Linked DNA regions of Mus musculus: regions 2, 3, 4 and 5 are each linked to region 1. Evidence: chromatin contacts called from public Hi-C and HiChIP or PLAC-seq data. All regions are on one chromosome and are shown on one strand. The core of a region is the stretch at or near the end of the contact, and the rest is flanking DNA. Distances in the headings are between cores, read along the strand shown. Region 1 overlaps Gm17750 (predicted gene, 17750). Region 2 overlaps Gm34196 (a long non-coding RNA gene). Region 3 overlaps Gm34196 (a long non-coding RNA gene). Region 4 overlaps Gm34196 (a long non-coding RNA gene). Region 5 holds the start of Mef2c (myocyte enhancer factor 2C).

Region 1 (2,690 bases), core at 108-2,607:
CGTGAAGTCAGAAATCCTCTCCCCAAATGTTAAGGGCCAGGTTGCCTGCTGCTGTTTCTCTGTGCAGACTCATGGAGACGGGTGCCTCTCAGCCTTTGCTCTGCCCTCTCTTCTGTGATTTCTTTATTTTTTAAATTGGCCCTACCCTTTTCTACTAGATCGCTTGATTTGGCCATACTTCCCTTAGTACATTCTCATTGTTGCTCTCAGAACTTATATGAGGTTTGGACTGGTAGTGTTTTTCCTTATTTTCAAAGCTTTGAGATTCAGATGTGAAGAGCTAAGACAGTTCTCTGGACATGCTCACAGATTCTACCCAAGACCTTAAGCCATGCTTTTACACTTATGGGAAAAGGAAAAAATATGCACAAGCTTCTGATACTAAGGGCACAGCCTGGACATACACCTTGTCCTCTTCTTCTTGGCCTCATCTGCCCTAAAGAATGAATATATTCATCCCTAAGGTTGCTGCTTCAAAGTGACCAGTGAGATGCTAACAGGTCAGCTGGCTGTCCTGTTGGACAGAGGGTCCATAAATCAGAGAAGACTTGGTATGGTTGAAAGAAGAAGGTAGTCCAGCCTGAGGGGAGCCCCCTGTAAATCTCTCCAGGAGCTTTGTTCCTGGTAGGGGTAGGGGTGGGGGTTGGAGTTGGGGTAGTCATGGCTGTAGCTGTTATTAATGCCCTGGCCCTCCTGCAGTGGGTGCTAACTTCTTGTGCATGAGAGCTGCCTCTACCCTTCCCAAACATCGGCTGCTTGGAAAAGTCAAGCAGGGCTGAACTCTGATTTTCATTTAATAGTCAAAACCAAGATGCGTTTGGGCTATGATGATAGGACAGCTCCCTTGAAAAGATTATTTGAACTACAAAGGCATTCATTTAGGGCTAGCGATGTTGCAAAAGGGTCTGCTAGAAATTAGCAGCCTGTCCTGGTATTTGGAGAGCAAGAGTGACAACTTACTGGAAGTTCTCAAGGAATCATTTATATTTCACACTCCACTAGGCAGCTGATTTGAGATTGTCTGTTAGCATAACAAAGGCTCTGAGCCTGTGAACTTCAGAAACCTTTCGACCTCTTAGCTGCTGGCATGAATAGCCCCCAGTCCTGCCTATAGAGATCTCCCAAAGCTCCCCTGTTCGTGGCTAAATTGTTAATCAGGGTAATTTAATATAGTTTTCAATATGCCTCATCTCTTATTGGGAAAGGTATTCACAGCTTCCCTACCCCTGAAAAAAAAAAGTTCTTTTATTCAAGTGTGAGAGGGGCAGCTGCAGACAGACCCCCTTCTCTTTACTTCACCTCCCCCCCATCCCACTCCTTCCCAGCCACAGTTTTCTGAGTAGCAACCACGGGGAAAGGACAGAAAGAGAACTACGTTGACATTCCCTTTGCATGCACTCCACCCTGAACCTGAAGCTCAAGGCTGTTTATGCTGCGAGACAACTAAACAAAAACCGCAAGCACCACAGTCATAACTAAAACCTCAGAGTGATCACACACACACACACACACACACACACACACACCCCACACCCTGTTCTCCACCTCCCTTTTACCACCACCCTTTCCCCTCCCCCTTCATCCCTCAGCTCAGCTGCTCTTCTGGCCCCGACAAAATGCACCAGACCCCAAGGCCTGCTCATTTTCATTTTGTCGGAGGCAAAGGCAGCCTGCTCACTCCTTTGCACAGCGACACTCGTCCTGTCCCCTGCATCTACTCTCAGTGTGGCTCCCTCGCAGCGTCAATTCACATGCACATTAGTTAACTGAAGAGCAGGAGCACAAATATATTCATTTTAATCCAGTTAAGACCTAAGAGGTCTCATAGGATATTATTCAATAGTTTGAAAACCAAGTATAAAACTCAGCTTTTGCTACAGTGTTTCATCTCAGGGAGGCCTACAGTATGCCTTTCTTTTGCTTTCCACCAGTGCGTGCTCAAGAAATAAAATGAATAATGAAACAATTATAAGCAAAGAACCAGCTGCAGGTGGATATTCTGTTAAAATATTGTATTGTTGACTCTGTTAATTACCGTACTTCTCGTACCCATGCTCAAATTCAGAATGAGAATTTTATAAGATGAAAGGAAAAAAATATGAAGTCACAAATTGTGTTTCTTTTTTTTTTTTTAAATCAAAAACAGAACAATATATCTCTTAATCATATAGTTAACCTTTTGTTCCCATGTGAGAATTTTAGGCCATTTCTAAACGGTATTTGTGTATTTCTGAGCTGCTGTAAGTGTAGTTTTCTATGGGGTTGTTGCTCTGTCTTTTTGCCTTGTGTCTTCAGGGACTTCTTGCCTTTGTCAGACTTTGGTGGGTCTGTTTGCCTCTTAGCCTCCTACAGTTGGTCAAAGCCAGCATCTAGATCCCAAAGTATTTTCCTTGATAGCTCTCTAGGTTAAGGTGGTTCCTGATGCGGATGGGAGACTTGCTTAACTTACTTGGCACCCTACTCTAGCATCACCAAAGTGCTAGAAAGCAGGGAGACAAATCTCTCTTTATTGCACCAGGGACGGGTTATTCAAGCCCCCCAAACAGAAAAACAAATCCAGACACACTCTCAGGAATACATACCCACTCAGTAGCCCAGCTTCTTTCCCAATCTCATTTTTCTGGGTATTAAAAAATGGCTATAAAAATGGGCTTCTTAATTAATGTAAACATCTCAACAGTGTCCATAGA
Region 2 (2,690 bases), core at 69-2,568, 750 kb before region 1:
GGGAGGTGGAAAGAAAGCTGATGGAAAATCTTGGTCAGGAAACATTCGCAGATCTTCGGTTAACTGGACATTGATTTTAGCTACGTTTGACAACTTTGTTTCTCCCTAATCTCATCAAAAGTGACTCCAGTCCAATGTAGACAAACGTCAAAAAATTAATGTGAGGGAAACATCTTGTGAAATTTCACATTTTTTTCAATATGGATGGATTTGATATTTTGAGAAGACAGGTAGTAAATATGGAAAAAGAAAAACATATATGCAGTATTTGTTATAAAAGAGGTTAGTATTTTCTATTTTTCACTTACACTCTAGAGTAAAATTACTATGTTCTACTTTTTTACCTACTACTATTGTCTTTTTTGTAAAAAAAAAAGTTAACATAAAAGTAATTCTTAAAATCATATTTTTAAAATATAATTTAAATTAACTAAACAAAAGCAGTTAATTGTTTTTCTCATTTCTATACACTTGATATTTTTCTGGAATTAAAATAAAATACTGTCAACACCACCAGCGAATCATTCCTACACATAATTGTGTAGGAAGCAGATGATTAAGGGAGTGCATATAGGGCCTTTCTAGATTCAGAGCTTCATTTTATTTCAATATGTGTCATCTTGTAAAAATTCTGTATCTTAACTTTAAAAGAAGCGTATTGATGCAAGATTTAGAGTGGATTGGGGGAAAAGATTGAGAGAGACATGAGGATTGAGAGAAATTTATGGCTAAAACTGACTCTGAGTGAAAATTTAGAGCACATGGCCAGCATGTTTTGTGTTTCCTTTCTTCCAGGGGGAAATGACACTATAGATTCCCAGGGATGCTGAAACCACATGCAAAAAAGGATGGACAAATTTGTCATTCAGAATTTATGAAGGATATTTTTTCTTCTCACTGACTAAAAAGAACAAATCAAACACTAGGTTTCCAATTCTGAAAATTAGTAGACTCTGGAGAGCCAATTAAATATTATTCCCCTATCTCGACTCTGTTTTAACATCCTTCTTTATTGCATACTGTTTCTTTCACTCACAAGGCAGGTAGATGGTGTTATCAGGCTAATTTAGGGACAGTTATCATTATAATGTAATTTTTTGCAATTATGTGGTAGACCAGGTGGCAAGACAGCATGGTTTTACATTGCCAAGGTGCAAAACAAATTCAGTGTTCAATCAACCTGAGAGAGAAAGGACAATTCTCATTTGCATAAACATGTAGCCACGGAAACGAGATGCACAGAGGTATAAGGGGAAAGAGACCTATTTTACATGATGTGCATAGAATATTTGACAGTTTAGATTGGAGGCGTCATTGATGTGGGTTGGAATGGTACGGTTGGTTGCCATGGATATGGTTTTCCCTACTGGCAGTGCAGAGATTGGCAGGGATGGATGCTGAAAAAAAAAAAAAAAAGAAAGAAAGAAAGAAAAAAAAAGCCTAAACCACTGCATACTCTGGCAGCCTCATTCTTTTCTTTTGTTGAAAAGCTATGTATCGTTTCTGCACTAATGACAGCTCATCAAGTATGCAGTGTAATCTAGAAACACTGATATTTCTGTAATAAATCATTCATGTATAATATATATGCATTTATACATTCTATGCACATATATATGTTGCAATCCACATGTATATATTTGGAATAACATGTATGCAGATTAATAAAAGATTAGATTCAGGAAAAATATTTACTCTTTTATATTTAATATTAATTTAGTAACTCCTTAGATATGAGGATTTCTTAAATAAGATAAGCAATATATAAATGAATTGAATTATTTTTTATTTTGCTTCAGGAAAGAGGATTGCACAGTTTGCTTTTGTGGATGTGGCAAACAATGAAAGGAAAAAGGAGTGGCTTGTCCCTGCAGCCCAGGCTCTGGTTATTTGACCCTTCTAGTCATTGTATTGCTGCGCTATAACTAGGAAAATAGTGTTCATCCATGAGAAAACAGGGCCATTTTTATTTCCTTTGTAGGACTTAGCACAACATTTACCAAAATATAAAGCCAAATAGACTATTTATGCTGTATTTCAGAACAGCTGAAAGTACTTAGATTTCTTTTTGTAAAAGCTCACTCATTCATTATCCTGCTTTCATACACTTACTGGGAACCCTGCCTTTATTAAAGATTGTAGGGACGTCTTTTGTCTTTAAGAATTCATTCACTAACATATTATGGGAGAAGGGTCTGAAGGCACTTTGGCTGCCCAGTCCTGCAGGGTAAGAACTGAGGACCTTTGTGTGTGCTAATGGGCAGCTTTACATACAGCCGTACTCAGGAGACTTGAATTCTGGTACATGAGTTCTTCTGACCTTGTGGATTTCCCCCTCAGCATCATCCAGCTTTTGAAGGAATATTGAGAGGCCTAGCACTGTTGTATATTGTCTGCCTGTGAAATAACTGGAAGCTGAGGAGAGAGTAGCAAGCAGCAAACAGAGCGTCCCTTCTGAAGCATGTCTTCTGTGTGTAATGATTATCTTTGATGTTCATAGAGCCAAAGTATGATAATTATAAACAGCTAATGTCTATTTGTGCATATTTAGGAAAATATGTAGCTAAAAGAACAGCTAAGACAGAATCCCTTCACTCTTCAAGGAAGATCTTTTAAACCAAAGGAAGAAAGTCACATTCTAAGTAAGGTGACGACAAATTCCAAGCTAGACTACTTATAGTGTGACACTT
Region 3 (2,690 bases), core at 122-2,621, 720 kb before region 1:
TTCTGACAGCAATGACAGGGAAACCCACAGGTGGGACTTCATCTATTTGTTCTCTCCTTGAAGAAGGTAGAACAGAGTAATAGTAGTTGGAAGCTCTCCCAAAGACAGCAAATGCTCCTGGAGTTGAAGCTTTACTTCAAAGACTAGAGGCAAAAAGACTAGATGATTAGAAAAGAAAGGGAAGCCATTTAAGATTAGAAGCAGGCTTGGCTTCTCGTTAAAGCAAATGAGCGGGACCAGCCTAGACTGGCTGAATTCCAAGCCAGGTAAGCCATCTAGACATTAAACCTAAGCTTTTCACTTATAAGAGAGGGCTTCCCCCGTGTCTCCAGTGTCTGCTGTCCTTGTAGCCCAAGGCTCTCTAGTATAAATGAAGCTTTCATATCCTAGGGAAATCTGAAGGGAGTTCCACTTAGGCGGAAGCCCAAAGGACTGAAATTATTAAGGCATGAGCGGAAAAGGACATCAGCCTATTTTGGCAAAAGCAGTGGACATTAGGGGAAAGGTGGATCCTTAATCAGCTGGGGGCAAATTTTGTTTTTATTTAAATGATTCAGAGAATTAATTGTTAGGCTGCAGTATCTTCTTGGGTGAGAGTACAGCAGGAGCTTCTCAGACGTCAATTTTATTCATAAGAAGCAATAATAGGAGGCAATTTGTTTTTTCAGGCCTCTTACACTTTCAGACAACAGCTCTTCACAGTACAAGTAATAAAAAGCACATTAAAACAAATAAGAAATGAGAGCTGAGAAAATAATAAGTCTTTTTCTCCCTATGATCAAAATTAAAACTCTAGCTTGGCATTAGATTTTTATAGGCTGTATTCTTTTTCCAGGATATTTGAAATTCTACCCTCCCCCAACTATTTACCTTTGTAGCCAAGTGACATTTTCTCCCACTCATTCCATATGTTTATTATGAGGGTATCCTTTGAATTGCTGGGGTACAATTCTTCTTCTTCAGCCACTGAAGATGGCAGACACCAGTATTAATTGTCAGTATTTTCAAGTGAAATCTAGACCATGGTTCATATAAGACAATGGAAGCAATTGCATTTTTGTTTCTTACAAACAATGGCATTTCTGTGATTTCTTACTTTCCTGGAGTTGAGTATTTTTTTAGAGTGTAATGATAAAATATTGTGATAGATGGCAGTTCTCTTCTCCTAACTGTACTAAAAGCAAAACACTTATTCCTAAGGAATAGTTGTGGCTTATACAAATACAATTCTTTTTTTTTTTCTTCTTCTTCTTCTTTTCAATATAGAGTAAGCTGCTCTCCATTTAAAGGATCAGCCCGTGTACAATCACAGTCCCTGGTAGTCTGCCAAACACAATAGGGCATTAATTAACATGTGCCTGGGGATTCATCAACATGCACAGTGGTAGCACGCAATTGGAGCCTTTTCCCCTCCCCTTTTCCACTCTAAGCTGACAGCATTCATGAAAGATCTACTCTCGTATGTAAATCAGTTCTTGCTAAACTCCTTGTAATGGAGTCCCTTTATTTTTCAAAGCTGTTGTCAGACCTACTCCCATATCTTAGAAAGACACTCACTCTGTCTCTTTCTCTTGTTTAAAAATCTGACTACAGTGGGCAAAAATAACATATTTGTTTACTTGTCATGCAGACTGCACTGTAAATAAATCATCTGATAAATTACTTCCCCAATATGAGCGGAATGAGATTCATTTCCCTTAATGTTGCACCAATGAGAAGGGCAGAATTACTTTCCCTGTTCACCCAGGGTGACTATGTGCTGGCCTGCTAACTTGTTTGAGTGCTGAGAAAAATACTGTGCAGCCAGCTTTTGCCACCTGGTACAAGCAGGTGAAAAACAAAATAAGAGAAGTGAATTGGATTTCAGTTAGTTCTCAGATGGTCTTTGTGCCTCTGGCTTTGCTAAACCCTGCTGACTGCACCACTTTCAGCACCTTCTGCATATTCTTTGTTGTAGGTTCACTTTAGACCTGGGTGGACCAGATTTGGACAATAGAAAACCTGTCTTCTTGAAATAAAGGATAAAATGAAAGAAACAGAAAATAGTGTCCATATCTTTATTTTAAAAGTAGAATATATGTTTCAGTTTCATCTGCATTCTAGATACCAACATTTATGGCCACTTTTTAAATGTAAAATAATACATTGAAAGTGCTAAGCGAAGTACTGAAGTAAATGCCTAATAGACGATATGCGAGTTCATTCTAAGAAGTAGAGTTAGAGAGATTATCATTATTATTTATTGTCTTTTACAACTCATAAATCACAAGCGTTATAAGAAGCAAAATGCAATTTTTATGTTTTAATCATTCAAGAGAAATATCAATAAAATGGTTAGCTTGGGCAAGCGGAGAGGATGTGGAATTTGATGGCTCCGTCCGATCCTCCCAGCTATTCCATAAGCATGCACTTTTCATGCTGTTACTTAAAGAAGAACAGTTTAGAGATCCAGATACCATTTCTTCCCTTCCATTGTGTGACCTTGAGGAAATTATTCAACTGCAAAAAGACTCAGTTTCTGTTTTGTAAAATGAGAGTTGACTGTAGAAAGACAAAATAAGATGACTGATAAGTGTGGAAAACATTGACAACATGCTACCTGCAGAAGTGATGGAATGGTAGACAAACAATGTGCTCCAGACCTCCTTTCTCCTATGCTACAGACAGAGAAAGTGCTCTTTGGTCGAGTT
Region 4 (2,690 bases), core at 51-2,550, 580 kb before region 1:
AAAAATGGGACTTTTTTGCCATTTACACTCTTTTTATGTCTCCCATCTATTAGTTCACAATTAGGAACAGTTTTGAAAACTAACTTGAAATGATCTTAACTTAGGATGGTTGGGCCTGACTGATTTGCTGGTGTGTGTGATGACATCAAGTTTGTGGAGCTTATGAAAAATGAACTTCCTTTGGAGTGTGGGTCACACTTCACCTGATCTTCGACCACCATGAATCAAGTTTTTTTTGATTCTATCATCATTTTGCAGCCTGAGTATTCGTGAAGCCTAAACTTGCACCAATGCTTTCAGGACCAACATTAAGAAGGAAGAATTATTACCAGAGTCTCTTCAGGGACTACTACATAAAAGGAGCAAGAGAAAGGTCCCATTCTTTAGCACTCAGCATTGCGATGAAGGTGACATTGGCAGACTGTATGTGGCAGACCAATAATTGGGATAGCCATTAGGATCATTTAGATTGCATAAGAACTGTGGTTTAATAAAGAAAAACATCACCATTATACAACAGGAAATATTTCTTTTGAGCATCCTTCCAGTGTATTTTGCAAAATTCTTCCTTCTATAATCCAGCTATTATACTTAAAAGACTGCTTATTGGACTTAAAAGTTTTTTTTCAACATTTGGGATTGAAGAAATTGTAAAGTAACAAATGTAATATCATTCTGTTGGATTAAATAATCCAATCCAATAATCTTTGTAATCTGGAAAAGATCCCAATTGTTAACCTAATATTCACCCCATTCTTCTGCACAGTGTCCACTGAAGAGTGTCCTAGACACCATTGTAGATGAAACATTCATCCTGACAATGCCCAAATATGCCTAAAATTGCAGATGATGGTTCTGAGCTTTTCCGCCTGCTTATCTGTCTGCCTTCCATGTGACCCTAAATTAGGCATCAGAAGGTATAGTGTGTAATACAGATTCCAGGCACAATATACCTTCTCGCAATTAGTTGAAAGTGCTGTTTTGTAATTAAAGGGTGAAGTGGGGCATGATGAACATATGGAAAAGGAGACCCTTAATAAGTGATGGAGCCTTCAAAAGAAATTGCTAATTAGTATGCATTTGATGTGCACTATACCAATTTTAAGACTTTGCCTTGAATAAATTGCTATGTTGGGTGTTCGAAGGAGTGGTGAGATTAGCATTTACAAAGGGGGCAATTTTCTGTCTTCTTGACTCTGTTAAATGGAGGAAATAACTTCCAAGACTGGAGCAGTAGTTAGCCCATCAATCATTCTCACAGCTGGAAACTGGGGATCCCAAATGCAGAGATCAGTTAATCCGTCAGCTAATAAGTTCATAGTGGCACCATATGGCGTGGGGCCACTCCACACTGGGAGAAGGACAGAACTGTTTACACAGGCATGCTGCTTTCTCAGGTAGCTCCCTGCTGACAGAAACCTTTGTTCTGAAGGATCAATTTACTTTGCACAGTAAATTGACTGAATTGATCAGTTCAGAGCATATAATTGTTGGCTAATCCTGTGGAATCATGTCCCATCCATGTGAGTAGGACAAAGGGGTGCTGCCCATGGCTTGGTCTCGGGCTCCATCCTGGGGCTATTCTCATCAGACAGACTGGACACTGATTAAAGGACCAGCAGAGAGTAGAGATGTAGTGAGCATTGACTTCAAAGAGACGAGAAACTGTGCAACGTCTAGAAGGCCGTCTCTACTCAACTGATATCATGACATAACAAAGTAAAAACAGTCCGTCTAAACAATTTAGAACCAGCTATTTTCAAAACTCTGAAATGAAAAGTTACTGCTTGTCTCCAGAGCTAAGTTTCACTACTCATGTTCACTCCCAAAGTTACCTTTCGTTTTGGCAATGAAAGGAACTGAAAGAGAAAAAGAAGCTTAAGGTACATGTCCAGGAAAGCATGGACACTGGAAATGAAGTGAGAGATGCATTTCTTAGACATCGTGCTCCAGTGGAGGAGGCATCCACTGTTGTTCCTGTGCATAGGGTATGGGAAAATTCATCAGAGCCTTTCAGAGCGAATGGGAGCAAAATCTTCCCATTCCTAGCACACTGGTGTGAATCCTGGTGCTTTGTTCCATAGGCGTGTTTGATCTGACTTTGTTTTTTCCTTCTCACATACAAAATAAAAGAAGAATAAATAAGATGAAAAAAAATCCACCAATAGAGATAAATGTTGGACATAGTTCCCTTCAACTAAAGTTTTTCTTCAAAAGCTAGTGTCAATAGAATCATTTCACATCAATGGTTTGAAAAGAGACTTGTGTTCAATAGGAACTGAGGCCATTTGGTGTCCCTGAGCAGACATTTGCTTATTAAATGTCTGAGCACTAATGAACTTTATAGACCTGCCCTGAGAATTTCTACCAATTAGAGGGCTTTTGATTTTTTTTTTACCTATTTTATGGAGAATAAATGTCTGAGATTTGCTTCATATGGAAAAATAGCAGCAAATTTGACAGCATGTGGACTCTTAGAAGTTATTTTAATCTTGCTCATTATGTAAACCAACACATGCTTGGTGATGTTCTAACCACCAGAGAGAGGGATATGCTCTATGATAGATAATTCCAAATGATCTAATATTATTTATCTCAAAGTACTCTGAGTGTATTTCCCCAAATTTCTATGGAACTGAAAATTTTCCCTTTTATAGTCTTTTATTTCTATCACTACATCCACAGTTCCT
Region 5 (2,690 bases), core at 138-2,637, 530 kb after region 1:
AAGGACCAGTTAAAGAACTGGCAAACAGCCTGATTCTACATACACTGTCAGCATTTACATCCTGAATGTTTTATACAGAACACATCACATCCATTTCAAAAATGTGAGGGAAAAGGTTCATAACCATAGCATCTAGAACAGTACAAAATGGCTCAGACATAACAATTTCCTTAAGAATTGGTAGCCTTGCTCTGGAAAGGAAGTCACATTAGCATTGCACTCAAACACTTGCATAATACACAATAATACAATAAGCAATGTGCTCCGTCTCTATAGACTTCCTTTACGGCCAACTTTGTCACTTAGTTTAGTAACTTTCATCCAAAGTCCAAACAGAAGGCAGGCTAAGTGACTTAGTTTTGTTTGTTTTTAAATAGCTTAATATTTCCCTTGATCTAAACAACAGTGCACATGCTGAAATGCAAACATGAACTGTGCAATGCACAGACTACCATGGCCAGGGCAACTGCTTCTGGTCCCCACCAATTAAACTCTTTCAAGCCTGCACTTTGATGAGGGAAGAGGATGCACAAAAGGTGGCCTCTGGCAGACAGCCCTGCTTTAGCTTAAAGTCATCCCAAGGACTAGTGGCTCAGAATCCAAACCCAGGGAAAACCAGTCTTTGGGGTAACTCATAGGAACATCTTTCCACAGTGAACTAAGAGCTAAATTTTAAGACAGCGACTTCAAGGTCACAGAACAGTCTGTGAAATCCTAAAATACACTAGTATCCACGTTCTCCACCCTATCAAACATGCTAATGACAGGAACTAACTTCTTGAAACTTTAAACAAACTGATGTGACAGGAAGAGTCAGATGTGAATTCAATAGCAGATGGCAAACGGATACTACTATCTAAAAAGTTACTTTCAGACACACACAAGGAAATCGTAGAGTCTAAAGAAAAGAATGCACAACAAGCCTTAACTTAAGCCTTCCAGAAAGGAGTTGGATAGATAGACCCAGTGCCTGGAAGAGATTGGTGCAGATTTCAGAGACAATACACAAGCTATTTCTATTCTTTTGGAAAAATGTCAGAGGTACTTACATGAAGGAAGACACGACCAAATTAGTCCTTGGAATATTTTCCTTTCTTAAAAGAGAGGAAGAGAAAGAAAAAAAATAACAATAATCTTTACTTTGTCCAGCCTTGAAGTGCTTCTCCACTTGATTCAAAGCTGCAGGCACGGCGACCCACACAGAACCTTCAAAGTCAATCCAATAGCAGCCCGAAGATGTCTGGGTGTACGCGTGTGCTCAAGTGTCTGTGACTGCGAGGCGAGCGAGCAGAGAGCTGGAGACGAAGTGTGCGTGTGTGCGCGCGCGAGAGGGGGGCAAGGGGGAGGCGCGCGCGGGCTTGCGCATTCGCGCGCGCACCGAAGCCGCTGGAAGAGGAGGAGGAGAAAGAGGAGGAGGAGAGAGAGGAGGAGGAGAAAGAGGAGGAGGAGGAAGGTGGAGGAAGCGAAGGAGGAGGTGGAAGAGGAGGAGAAAGTGGTTGTCTGTGGCCGGTGGGATTAAAAGTAACCAGACTCGTCCAGAAAACTGTGTCCAGGAAGGAAGTGACTGGAGACGAATGGGAAAAGGAGAGCAGCTCATAGCCTTAGATAGGTCGTGTAAAAGAGCGGGGGGTGGGGGGAATGTAAGGATACTGGGAGGGGACGCGGGGGCGGCAAGCAAGACGGAGCACACGGGGCTGGGGTTCTAAGCAGCACGTACGCTCCGGTGCTACCCCTGTCCCCCAATTCATTTTATTCTTGCCTTTGCCTGGCGCTGCCTTTTCCTTTCCGTTTCTCTATCCCAACCAGCCCAAACCGTTGCCTCTCCTCCCGAGCTGGGGAAATCATCAGTTTCACTCTTGCAAAAGGGGGGCGGGACTAGAACCTCGCAACATTTTAATAAAACAAACATACTGCAGCTCCCTCCTCACCCCTCCAGTCTCAACTAGATTGATAAATTACTCCACTACACTACTTTAATTATGTATATGGTATGCAGAATAAATCACTGAACATCAGTACCTCAATCAAGCACTTTTAAATGATAATTGCATCTTGGTGAATCAATCTTTCCATTCCTGACATTTTGCTAATTTTAGTTTTACGGTGGGGTAATGGCACATGCCATACGCAAACCTAATGACAATTCTTTATTGCATGAAAGGGAAGACAACACGGGGAGCGGCGGCTCCCTGCCTCTCTCCCCGCCGCTACAGAGGACGCTAGGCTCCTGCGCGCTCGCTCCCCCGGGGAGGCTGCAAGCCAGCTAGCAGGAAAGTCCTTCTGAAGTCGAGATCTTCCTTCTGACCAATAGGAGCGCGACCCTAAGAGCTGCTCTAGTGACTCCCCCCCCCCCCGCCCCCTTTAGATTCTCAGTAGCCACTTCATCCTTGCTCCGGTCCGCGCGCGCCTCCGTTACTCACGCGTAAAAGCCACGATCCAGGATGTCTGCAAGCCTCGATCCCAGCGTGCGCTTCCTGCCCGCCCAGAATGTATAAAGCTTTTGGCCTTGAGAGTCAGGAGGGCTAGGCTAGAAAGTGAGCCGAAAGGATCCTCCAATGTTAGTAATAAATTAATTACAAGTTTTTGAAATCTCGACTTTATCCCCGGGCCATTAACTTTCGAATCAATCTGGACAAATTTACTGAGAGGACAGCTTCCTCGGAGAATGCCCCCTCCTTCCCTCCACACCT

What was found. A called contact is a pair of places that touch in the nucleus more often than the background predicts. HiChIP or PLAC-seq counts read pairs in DNA pulled down with a chosen protein or histone mark.
Region 2: an H3K4me3 HiChIP or PLAC-seq map of forebrain shows a contact between it and region 1, with 3 times the contacts expected there. The contact joins two enhancer-like sites. A contact is called at or near these places in 5 of 115 datasets of contacts at active chromatin or transcription factors (astrocytes, embryonic basal ganglia, embryonic forebrain and 2 more).
Region 3: an H3K4me3 HiChIP or PLAC-seq map of embryonic forebrain shows a contact between it and region 1, with 5 times the contacts expected there. The contact joins two enhancer-like sites. A contact is called at or near these places in 5 of 115 datasets of contacts at active chromatin or transcription factors (embryonic basal ganglia, embryonic forebrain, embryonic hindbrain and 2 more).
Region 4: an H3K4me3 HiChIP or PLAC-seq map of embryonic forebrain shows a contact between it and region 1, with 4 times the contacts expected there. The contact joins two enhancer-like sites. A contact is called at or near these places in 1 of 39 promoter capture datasets (hippocampal neurons), 3 of 484 Hi-C or Micro-C datasets (cerebellum, embryonic cerebral cortex and neural progenitor cells), 4 of 115 datasets of contacts at active chromatin or transcription factors (differentiating embryonic stem cells, embryonic forebrain, embryonic hindbrain and 1 more) and 2 of 9 other capture datasets (embryonic stem cells and embryonic tail).
Region 5: a Hi-C map of cortical neurons shows a contact between it and region 1, with 7 times the contacts expected there. The contact joins the promoter of Mef2c here to the enhancer-like site in region 1. A contact is called at or near these places in 4 of 484 Hi-C or Micro-C datasets (cerebellum, cerebral cortex and cortical neurons), 1 of 115 datasets of contacts at active chromatin or transcription factors (astrocytes) and 1 of 9 other capture datasets (adipose tissue).

The regions. Positions count from the first base shown.
Region 1 is chr13:84,058,143-84,060,832 of GRCm38.p6, reverse strand. All of the region lies in intron 1 of Gm17750 (predicted gene, 17750), which reads left to right. Among named protein-coding and RNA genes, the nearest start is that of Gm17750, 5.3 kb to the left of the region's middle. RefSeq lists an enhancer at 1-2,602. Within about 2 kb of position 1,357, at least 74 of the 459 cell types and tissues checked have an H3K27ac peak or open chromatin away from gene starts, as enhancers often do. A contact at or near this core is called in astrocytes, cerebellum, cerebral cortex and 5 more, where this site is marked.
Region 2 is chr13:84,803,994-84,806,683 of GRCm38.p6, reverse strand. All of the region lies in intron 2 of Gm34196 (a long non-coding RNA gene), which reads left to right. Among named protein-coding and RNA genes, the nearest start is that of Gm34196, 100 kb to the left of the region's middle. Within about 2 kb of position 1,318, at least 33 of the 459 cell types and tissues checked have an H3K27ac peak or open chromatin away from gene starts, as enhancers often do. A contact at or near this core is called in embryonic basal ganglia, embryonic forebrain and forebrain, where this site is marked.
Region 3 is chr13:84,782,437-84,785,126 of GRCm38.p6, reverse strand. All of the region lies in intron 2 of Gm34196 (a long non-coding RNA gene), which reads left to right. Among named protein-coding and RNA genes, the nearest start is that of Gm34246, 110 kb to the right of the region's middle. RefSeq lists an enhancer at 1-2,690. Within about 2 kb of position 1,371, at least 32 of the 459 cell types and tissues checked have an H3K27ac peak or open chromatin away from gene starts, as enhancers often do. A contact at or near this core is called in embryonic basal ganglia and embryonic forebrain, where this site is marked.
Region 4 is chr13:84,638,046-84,640,735 of GRCm38.p6, reverse strand. All of the region lies in intron 2 of Gm34196 (a long non-coding RNA gene), which reads left to right. Among named protein-coding and RNA genes, the nearest start is that of Gm34246, 36 kb to the left of the region's middle. Within about 2 kb of position 1,300, at least 20 of the 459 cell types and tissues checked have an H3K27ac peak or open chromatin away from gene starts, as enhancers often do. A contact at or near this core is called in embryonic cerebral cortex and embryonic forebrain, where this site is marked.
Region 5 is chr13:83,523,440-83,526,129 of GRCm38.p6, reverse strand. Mef2c (myocyte enhancer factor 2C) reads right to left here and starts at 1,387. Exons shown (of 11, transcript NM_001347575.1): 1 at 1,050-1,387.